Linked DNA regions of Hordeum vulgare: region 2 is linked to region 1. The links are chromatin contacts, called in public Hi-C maps. All regions are on one chromosome and are shown on one strand. Each heading gives the region's core, a stretch centred on a gene start, on an enhancer-like site or on the middle of the called end of the contact. The rest is flanking DNA. Distances are from core to core; before and after follow the strand shown. Region 1 holds the start of LOC123403160 (tRNA (carboxymethyluridine(34)-5-O)-methyltransferase). Region 2 holds the start of LOC123403739 (pentatricopeptide repeat-containing protein PPR5 homolog, chloroplastic).

Region 1 (3,642 bases), core at 849-3,348:
GTTTGCCATGTAAAGCAGATATATTGTACCATTGGAATATATATACGGTTTTGCTAAACATCAGGTACCTGATTTCTTTTTCTAGTGCCAGAAACTATTTTTTTTAGTGTACCACGATGCCGAAGGTGGTGATGGTGCCTGGAACGCCGGCCATGCAAAGCGGAGCCATGTACGAGTGGGAGCCAGTGATGAAGAAGAAGATGGAGGTTGAAGATGAGCAATGCACGATCTGTTACGAGCGGGGGGCAGTGATGATGAAGAAGAAGAAAGGATTGAAGATGAGCAGTGCACAATCTGTTCTTGCCTTTTTGGCCATACAATGAGGATCTAACGCCCTGAACGTAAGTGGTGGCAGATGCAAAAAGAAAAATTGGCCATACAATGAGGATCTGACGCCCTGAACGAAAGTGACAGATGCAAATAAAAATTTCAGGTTCCAATGTATAGGCGTTCCCATTTATATACTTTGTTTGGAAATAACTGACGTGGTTTTTCAAATTTGAACTATTTTAGCCCCCCAAAAGTTCAACTATTCTGAACTTAAACCTGTTTGGGAAATGAGTGGTATGTTCTGTTTTAGAAAAAAAAAGGAGGAAGCAAAGAAAGTGAAAACACAATTTTTTGGAGGGAGAAAGTAAGAATCGCATGACTATGGTAATGGTTTTTGGTTGAGAAGGTTGTTTTTTAAACACGGTACAAACGCGGACGCTTATACATATACACATACACTCATTTCTATAAATACACGCACGTACACTCTACCCCTATACAATCCAGTAACCAACAAATCGTTTTTTCGCATCCCAGCAGCTGGAACCCTAGCCGCTGCCAGGAGAGGCCGACCTTCCAACGCTGTCCTTCGACGGCTCCCCCTCGTCGGCGACCTCGATTGTCAGTGATGAGGGGGGAGGGGGTCACCGGATCCATGCGCGTGGATCGTTTTTAGTCCTCGCAGTCTAGGTTTTTAGGTTGGTCATCGTCTTAACTTTAGTGGCGACGATGACATCGCTAAATAAAGATTCTTCGTGTCCTTTCCTGACGAGACCAATGGTGCTATGGTTGGGGATGGATTTGAAAACCAGTCTGTTCAAGCACAGATGCGCGTGGCGGTGGCATCATCCTCGTGGTGGACCCGTGTCCTCGGGCTCCGCCGTTGCGACGACGTTTGTCTAGCGTCGGCACGGAGCTTGGGAGATATTCCAGGGGAACAGAACTAGACTGTGGTCTGCATCGATGACATTTGAAAGACGGAACGTGTGTTGGGTTCATGGTTCGTGGATGGCAGCCATGGTTACCTCCTTCGGCGTCTTAGTCATGATGGGGTGTCAGATCTGGAGTTCAATGACGCGTCCGGGGTGTTACCTGGTAACACCCTTGTCTGATTTGTTCAACGACAAGAGCTTCACTTTTGGTGAGCCACCTTGGAGGTCCGCAAAGGTGCATATCAGCGACGGAGCCACGTCAAGCTCGAGTAAGGAGGTGATCTGTCGTTCTTTTCTTTGGGGGCTGTTGTGGTGATGTCAAAGGCAGGTGACGGGCGTTGGTGTCAAGCTCAGATATGATGTTTTGTTATCTTTTCAGTTTGTTATGTCGGTCCTTACGTGACTTGCACTCTGATGTTTATGATATGAATGAGACACATATTATCATGTAAAAAAACTCTATCCCTATGAGTGTCTTCGAGATACTGAGCCAACATAACATTTTGAAATTAAAGAAGTGATCACAAACATCTCGGAATTAACACAAACGTTTTCTTTTACTAAGCACACATCAATAAAAGTCCTACTATTATAAACTTAAAAAATACGAGCACGAATGTCAAGCTTTTGTTTTAAGGAAAGCACCAATGTAAGTGTTCGCTGGTTCAGAGTTTTTTTTTTTTTTGAGGATTCGCTGCTTCAGAGGTGGGTAGTGGAGTTAGTGGTGCTGATGGGCCGCGCACTACACCGGCATAAAGGCCATGCCCGGCAAAAAAGAAAGGCCCAATCCAACAACCCACCGTGGACCTTCCCTCCCCTCGCGCTGCCGAAATCGTCATCCCCGCCGCGCGCCTGCATCCATCCAAGGCCGAACCGCCGCCGGTAGCCGCCCCTGCTCCCACCCTCCCGGAGTCGCCTCCTCGCTCGCCGCGGGCGCCTACGCCCGAGCGGTCATCCCCGCCTCCTTCCTCGCCGTGCCACGCCGGCAGCAGGTATGCCTTCCTCTCACCCCCCCCCCCCCCCCCCCACCTCTTTAGATCTGCTCGCAGAAGAGTATGGCGTCGTGGTTCCGTTCTTCTCTAGATCTGCTCGCCTGAAGTGTGTATGGTTTCTGTGATTCGTTCAGGCGCTCACCAGCTCGAGTAACCAAATTCACGCACTCTTGACAGGAACGCCGCGGCCGCAAGGGTCGTACGGACGGGGGCTCGCCGGGAGACAGGAGGTGTTCGCGGACTCGTCGACGAGCTGCACTCATCATTGTATGATCCAGATACTTTCGAGGATAGCAACAAGAAGCCCTCGCCGAGCCATCTCTGCATCCAATCCGTGTAGCTCGAAACTTCATCGGGCAGAATTCTCTTGTTGGGATCCAGCTTACCTAGGTAATAGTACTGTTAGCCCCAGCTGTACCATGAGGTCGGGTGATGGAAATTCAGATGGCCAGGACACGCCACTCGCCGAGGGGAAGGACCACGGCTGCTCCCCAGGTGTCCAGTCCACACCGGACATCGAGAAGAAGTACGTGCACCGTGTCTACGATGCCATAGCCCCTCACTTCAGCTCGACACGGTTCGCCAAGTGGCCCAAGGTTGCGGGGTTCCTCAACGCGCTGAGGCCAGGGTCCGTCGTGCTGGATGCCGGCTGCGGCAACGGCAAGTATTTGGGCTTCAATCCTGAGTGCTTCTACATAGGCTGCGATATAAGCCCGCCGCTTATAGAGATATGCGCTGGGAGGGGGCACGAGGTGTTGGTCGCCGATGCCGTCAATCTCCCGTACAGGGAAAACGTTGCTGACGCCGCAATTTCAATTGCGGTGTTGCATCATCTGAGTACCGAGGACAGGCGGAGGAAAGCCATACAAGAGTTGATCCGTGTTGTCAAGAGAGGTGGTCTTGTGCTGATCACTGTTTGGGCTGTGGAGCAGGAAGACAGGTCGCTTCTTAACAAGTGGACTCCCTTGTGCGACAAGTATAATGAAGAGTGGGTTGATCCAAGCAGTCCGATGGTGCGTAACAAATCTGCTACTATGCTAGATAGCATTGAAGAGACCGATGAAGACACGGGCGCCGTCAAGCAAATGGATGATCGGCTGAAAAATAGTTTTGATGGTTTGGAGGATAAGACCTTAATTATGGATGAGCATGACAAAACCCAGCAGGAGTACTTTGTTCCTTGGCATCTACCATTTCACCGAGCAGAAATTGGCGGTGCATCTGCTGCTGCTCTACAGAATGGATTGGCAAAGAAAGATGATAAGAAGGGTACTGTGGTCTACAACCGTTATTATCACATTTTTGTCGAAGGAGAACTTCAAAGGTGGAGTTTTCTTAACCTGAACATTCACATGAAAAATGCTTCTTTTCTTTTAGTCCTCTTATTATTCGTGAACCTGCACAAGTGAAGATGTTAAATAATGTCATGTTTTTGGAATCACCATACT
Region 2 (3,927 bases), core at 1,184-3,683, 170 kb after region 1:
ATGTCAAATTCTGAGATGTGAGGGATGAGGGTTTCTTCCAAATACTGATCTAGTCCATAACAAACTGTTAAACATGTGGCACCCCTCTGAAACACAGCCAAGACTATCACTAGTAACAAAAGGTATAGCAAGGCCATTGGTGAAACAAAAATGCTACTGTGATTTTATAACACAACTATGAAATTTAGAAGGCCAATCGACATACAGAAGAAGGGTATCTTGAAGTTGAACGGGTTTTTCGAGATGGCTCCATCCTGTGGTTCGGTTGTTTTTGATGAATGTACATGAGAAAATATTCCTAAAATTTTAACCTGACATCTAGGATGGTTCGAAATTCAAGCAACCAATCACATGCCTTTTCCTAGGATAACTTGGTAAGCAACTGGACACATTCTGCTGTGAAGCAGTTCAGAACAGAGCACCCTATCAAGAAGCTACTCGCGAAAAGCTTAGCTCTGGCTTGCTCGATGTAGCTATTTCTGAACTGCTTTCAGAACCTGTATCTGGCTTGCTTGCAGAGTTTGAATTGGGTAATATCCTGATTTTTTTCTCGGAAGCGCTAACTGCTTCCAAAGTACTTAACACTGGCTTGCCTGAACTAGCCATTTCCGAATTGTTTGCAGAATCTCTACTTGACCCTCTTGCAGAGTTTGAGGTTTGTACTCTCCTGGATTTATTGGCGGAGGTGCCAAATGCTTCCAGAGCATCAAGGAAGAACTTCTTATTTGGAACAATACCTTGCTTATTCATCCGCTGGAGCAGCTTCTGGACAAGCATCTTATCGTTCGCCCTGGTGTATGCCCTGTAAAGCAACTTATATGTGGAAGCACTGGGCACTACACCTTTCTCAATCGCAGTATCCAACAGCCGATCTGCTTCCATAGGCAAGCGGTTCATGCAGTAGGCATCAAGCATTGCGTTCAACGAAGATAGGGGAACAGTACTTTGTGAGCTTACAAGCTCATCAAATATCTGCTGGGCCTTTGAGACGCAATCACAATATGCGTACATATTGATGAGACACTCTTGCGTCACATAATTCGGTTTGAATCCCAATTCTTGCATCTTCTCAATTACAGACTCAGCTTTCTCTCTAAGCCTTGCTTTCCCATAGTTTGTAATCATGGAATTAAAAGTCGGGTGGGTAGGCCTCTCCTTGGATCGCAATAAACTCTTGAACACCTGCTCCATCTTGTCGAATGTCTGCTTTCGCCCATACGAATCTATGAGTATGTTGAATGTGATCACATCTGGGCGGCACTGCTTGCTTTTCATCCGCACCAATACAGACTCCATCTCTGTAATCATGCCATTCTTCCCATACCCGTCGATCACTCCATTATATGTGTAGATATCTGGAGAGACTATGCTTTCATCGAGATCCTTGAAAAGGATGTCCACCTGCTTCGTGTCACTAGCCCGAGCACACGCCCTCAAGAGGATGTTGTACGTCACGATATTAGGCTGGCATCTCTCCATGCCCTTCATCTTGTCAAAATAGCCGAGAGCTTTCACCAAAGCCTTACTCTTGTCCCGTGAATGCAGGTGCGCACCGATGAGGGAATTGTATACCGAAGTGTCCGGCTTGCACCCGCTGTTGCGCATCTGGGAGAAGAGCCACATGGCCATCCGTATCTGCCCCTTCCTTCCCATCACAGATATCAGCTTGGAATAGATGCCGTTGTCAGCGACGTACCACCGCTGCTTCTGCATCCACCTGAAAATCTAGCAGAGCACGAAGCATTAGACAGAATGAGCATAATTTTCTACAACAAACATCAGCCTCAGAAATCATGAAATGTTTAGCCCACAAGGATAACTGAAATCATATCTTGAATTTCAGAGCACTCCTAAATCAAGGTACCTTATGTTAAATTAAGCAAGACACTGGATTTAGCTCATATCTAGAATTCCGATTGTTAAATTTTCTTTTTCTCGAATTCTAGTCTGCAGAGATCCTAATTAAGGTGTGATATCGAAGTCAAGTGAAGCAGACCACTGGCTCACCTCGAGGCACTGGACCCAGCCGTCGCGGCGGCCGAGCTCCTCGAAGAGGAGGAAGCAGTGCTCGGTGCGGACCACCTTGACGTGGCGGTCCAGCACGGACACCAGCCGGTCCTTGCCGCCGTCGGTCCTGCGCAGGAAGAACCGCACCAGCTCCGCGGCCTCGGCGGCGGGGTCCGCCTCCCCATCCCCGGCGCCCGCCCGCCGCCGCTTGCCCCTGGCCGGCGCACCCGCGGGCGCGGCCGCCACCGCCACGCGGCGCGGGGAGGCGGCGGCCGGGTGGCGCAGCGGCCACGTGGTCGACGTGCCCGGGAAGGCGAGCATCTGGGCCGCGCGGGGATCAATGGAGGGTGGGCTTCTCGAGTTGCATTGGAGCGCGGGGAATGGCGAGGGCGTGCTCGGAGAATTCGCAGCGCTGGGGGAGGGAGAGGTTCTGGGTTCTGGATAGGGGAAGGAGGGGATTAGGAGGTTTTGGACGGCTGGGATGGTTTGGTTTGGGAGATGGACGGCGGATTTTGCGTGGGATTAAAATGCCAAAAAGATTAAAAAAGGAACCGGATTAGGGATCGGGGGTATTGAACCCGACGTGAATCGAACACGCAACCTTCTGATCTGGAGTCAGACGCGCTACCATTGCGCCACGGATCCGGCGTGCTGATGTTCATTAATTAAGTTTAATATCATGCTAACAACAGTCAGTATTAATTGAGCTACATATTATCCTAATCATGTTAATTAATTAAGTTATATATCTATCTATACCTAATCTTTACCTAATAATAAAGAGGCTATCGTTTCCGTCCGAAAACCCACCGAGGTGATTTTAAAAAAAGCCCTTACTGTTTATGACATTAAACTCGTAGTATATATTAAATGTTTTTAAAATACTCATATCTTTTAAACCGTAACTCCAAATTTAACATATTACATATGAAATTTGATTACAAAAATATGTAGAATTTAAATATGATATTATTTTATCTGTTAAACGTTTAATAAAAATATTATCTAGGGTGCAATCTTAATAAATAAGTCATTATTCATCTTTCTTTCATACCGGTACTCATCAGGGTTGAAGATGAACACGTCAACAAAATCAGGATTAGAGATGAAACTGAAGGTCACTTGACTGATTCTTTCTAAGTATTAAATCTACATGCAAGTCGTGTTAAATAGAAGACCTGTGAAATTTTGAACTGCATTTTTTGTAGGATAAGACCATCTTTATTTGTGTCGTAACTACAAATTCTCAGATTATAGACCATTTTTAATAAATTAAGAGCGTGTGGTATTTCTTTCTTTCATTGCAACGCATGAGCCCTATTGCTATTGCTATTGCTATAATCTATACCTAATAATAAAGAGGCTATTGCTTTCGTCGGAAAACCCATCGCGGTATTTTTATAAAAAAGCCCTTGTAATTTTTGTTATTCAACCCACGATCCATCATTATTTGAATAAATCCAAATAATTATAAAAAGATTAAAAGCGTGTGGTATTTTTTTTCTCCCGTTGCAACGCACGGGCCCTTAGAAAGCCCCTGTAATTTTTGTTATTCAACCCGTGCTCCATAATTTATCTGCAACGCAAAAGGAAAAAACGATTCGCTGCAAAAATTATACCCGTACGCATCGCCTCCTCCCGTCGACCCTGGGCCACCTTGGCCTGTGCCCAGGCCGCCGCCACACCACTCGCCGCCGCGGCCGACCTCAACCGCCACCGCTGTCGACCTCAACCCACCCGTCTCCGCGGTTGTACCTCTCCCCGCTCACTCCCCCCGTTGCGCCGCTCGAGCGCTTTCGCGTCGACCCTGGTCCACCCTGGCCTGTGCCCAGGCCGCTGCCACACCACTCGCCGCCGCAGCCGACCTCAACCACCACTGCTATCGATCTCAACCCACCCGCCTCCGCGGTCGTACCTCTG

The links. A called contact is a pair of places that touch in the nucleus more often than the background predicts.
Region 2: a contact with region 1 is called in a Hi-C map of leaf, with 2.7 times the contacts expected there. The contact joins the promoter of LOC123403739 here to the promoter of LOC123403160 in region 1. A contact is called at or near these places in 3 of 6 Hi-C or Micro-C datasets (leaf and seedling).

Annotation. Positions count from the first base shown.
Region 1 is chr6H:501,942,185-501,945,826 of MorexV3_pseudomolecules_assembly, forward strand. It overlaps LOC123403160 (tRNA (carboxymethyluridine(34)-5-O)-methyltransferase), which reads left to right and starts at 2,099. Exons shown (of 3, transcript XM_045097120.1): 1 at 2,099-2,194; 2 at 2,372-3,518. The coding sequence starts at 2,464. LOC123402749 (membrane-anchored ubiquitin-fold protein 3) reads left to right here. Exons shown (of 3, transcript XM_045096702.1): 3 at 1-58.
Region 2 is chr6H:502,108,532-502,112,458 of MorexV3_pseudomolecules_assembly, forward strand. LOC123403739 (pentatricopeptide repeat-containing protein PPR5 homolog, chloroplastic) reads right to left here and starts at 2,434. Exons shown (of 2, transcript XM_045097653.1): 1 at 2,008-2,434; 2 at 141-1,717. The coding sequence starts at 2,192. The coding sequence ends at 427. It overlaps TRNAW-CCA (a tRNA gene), which reads right to left and starts at 2,652; the gene lies at 2,581-2,652.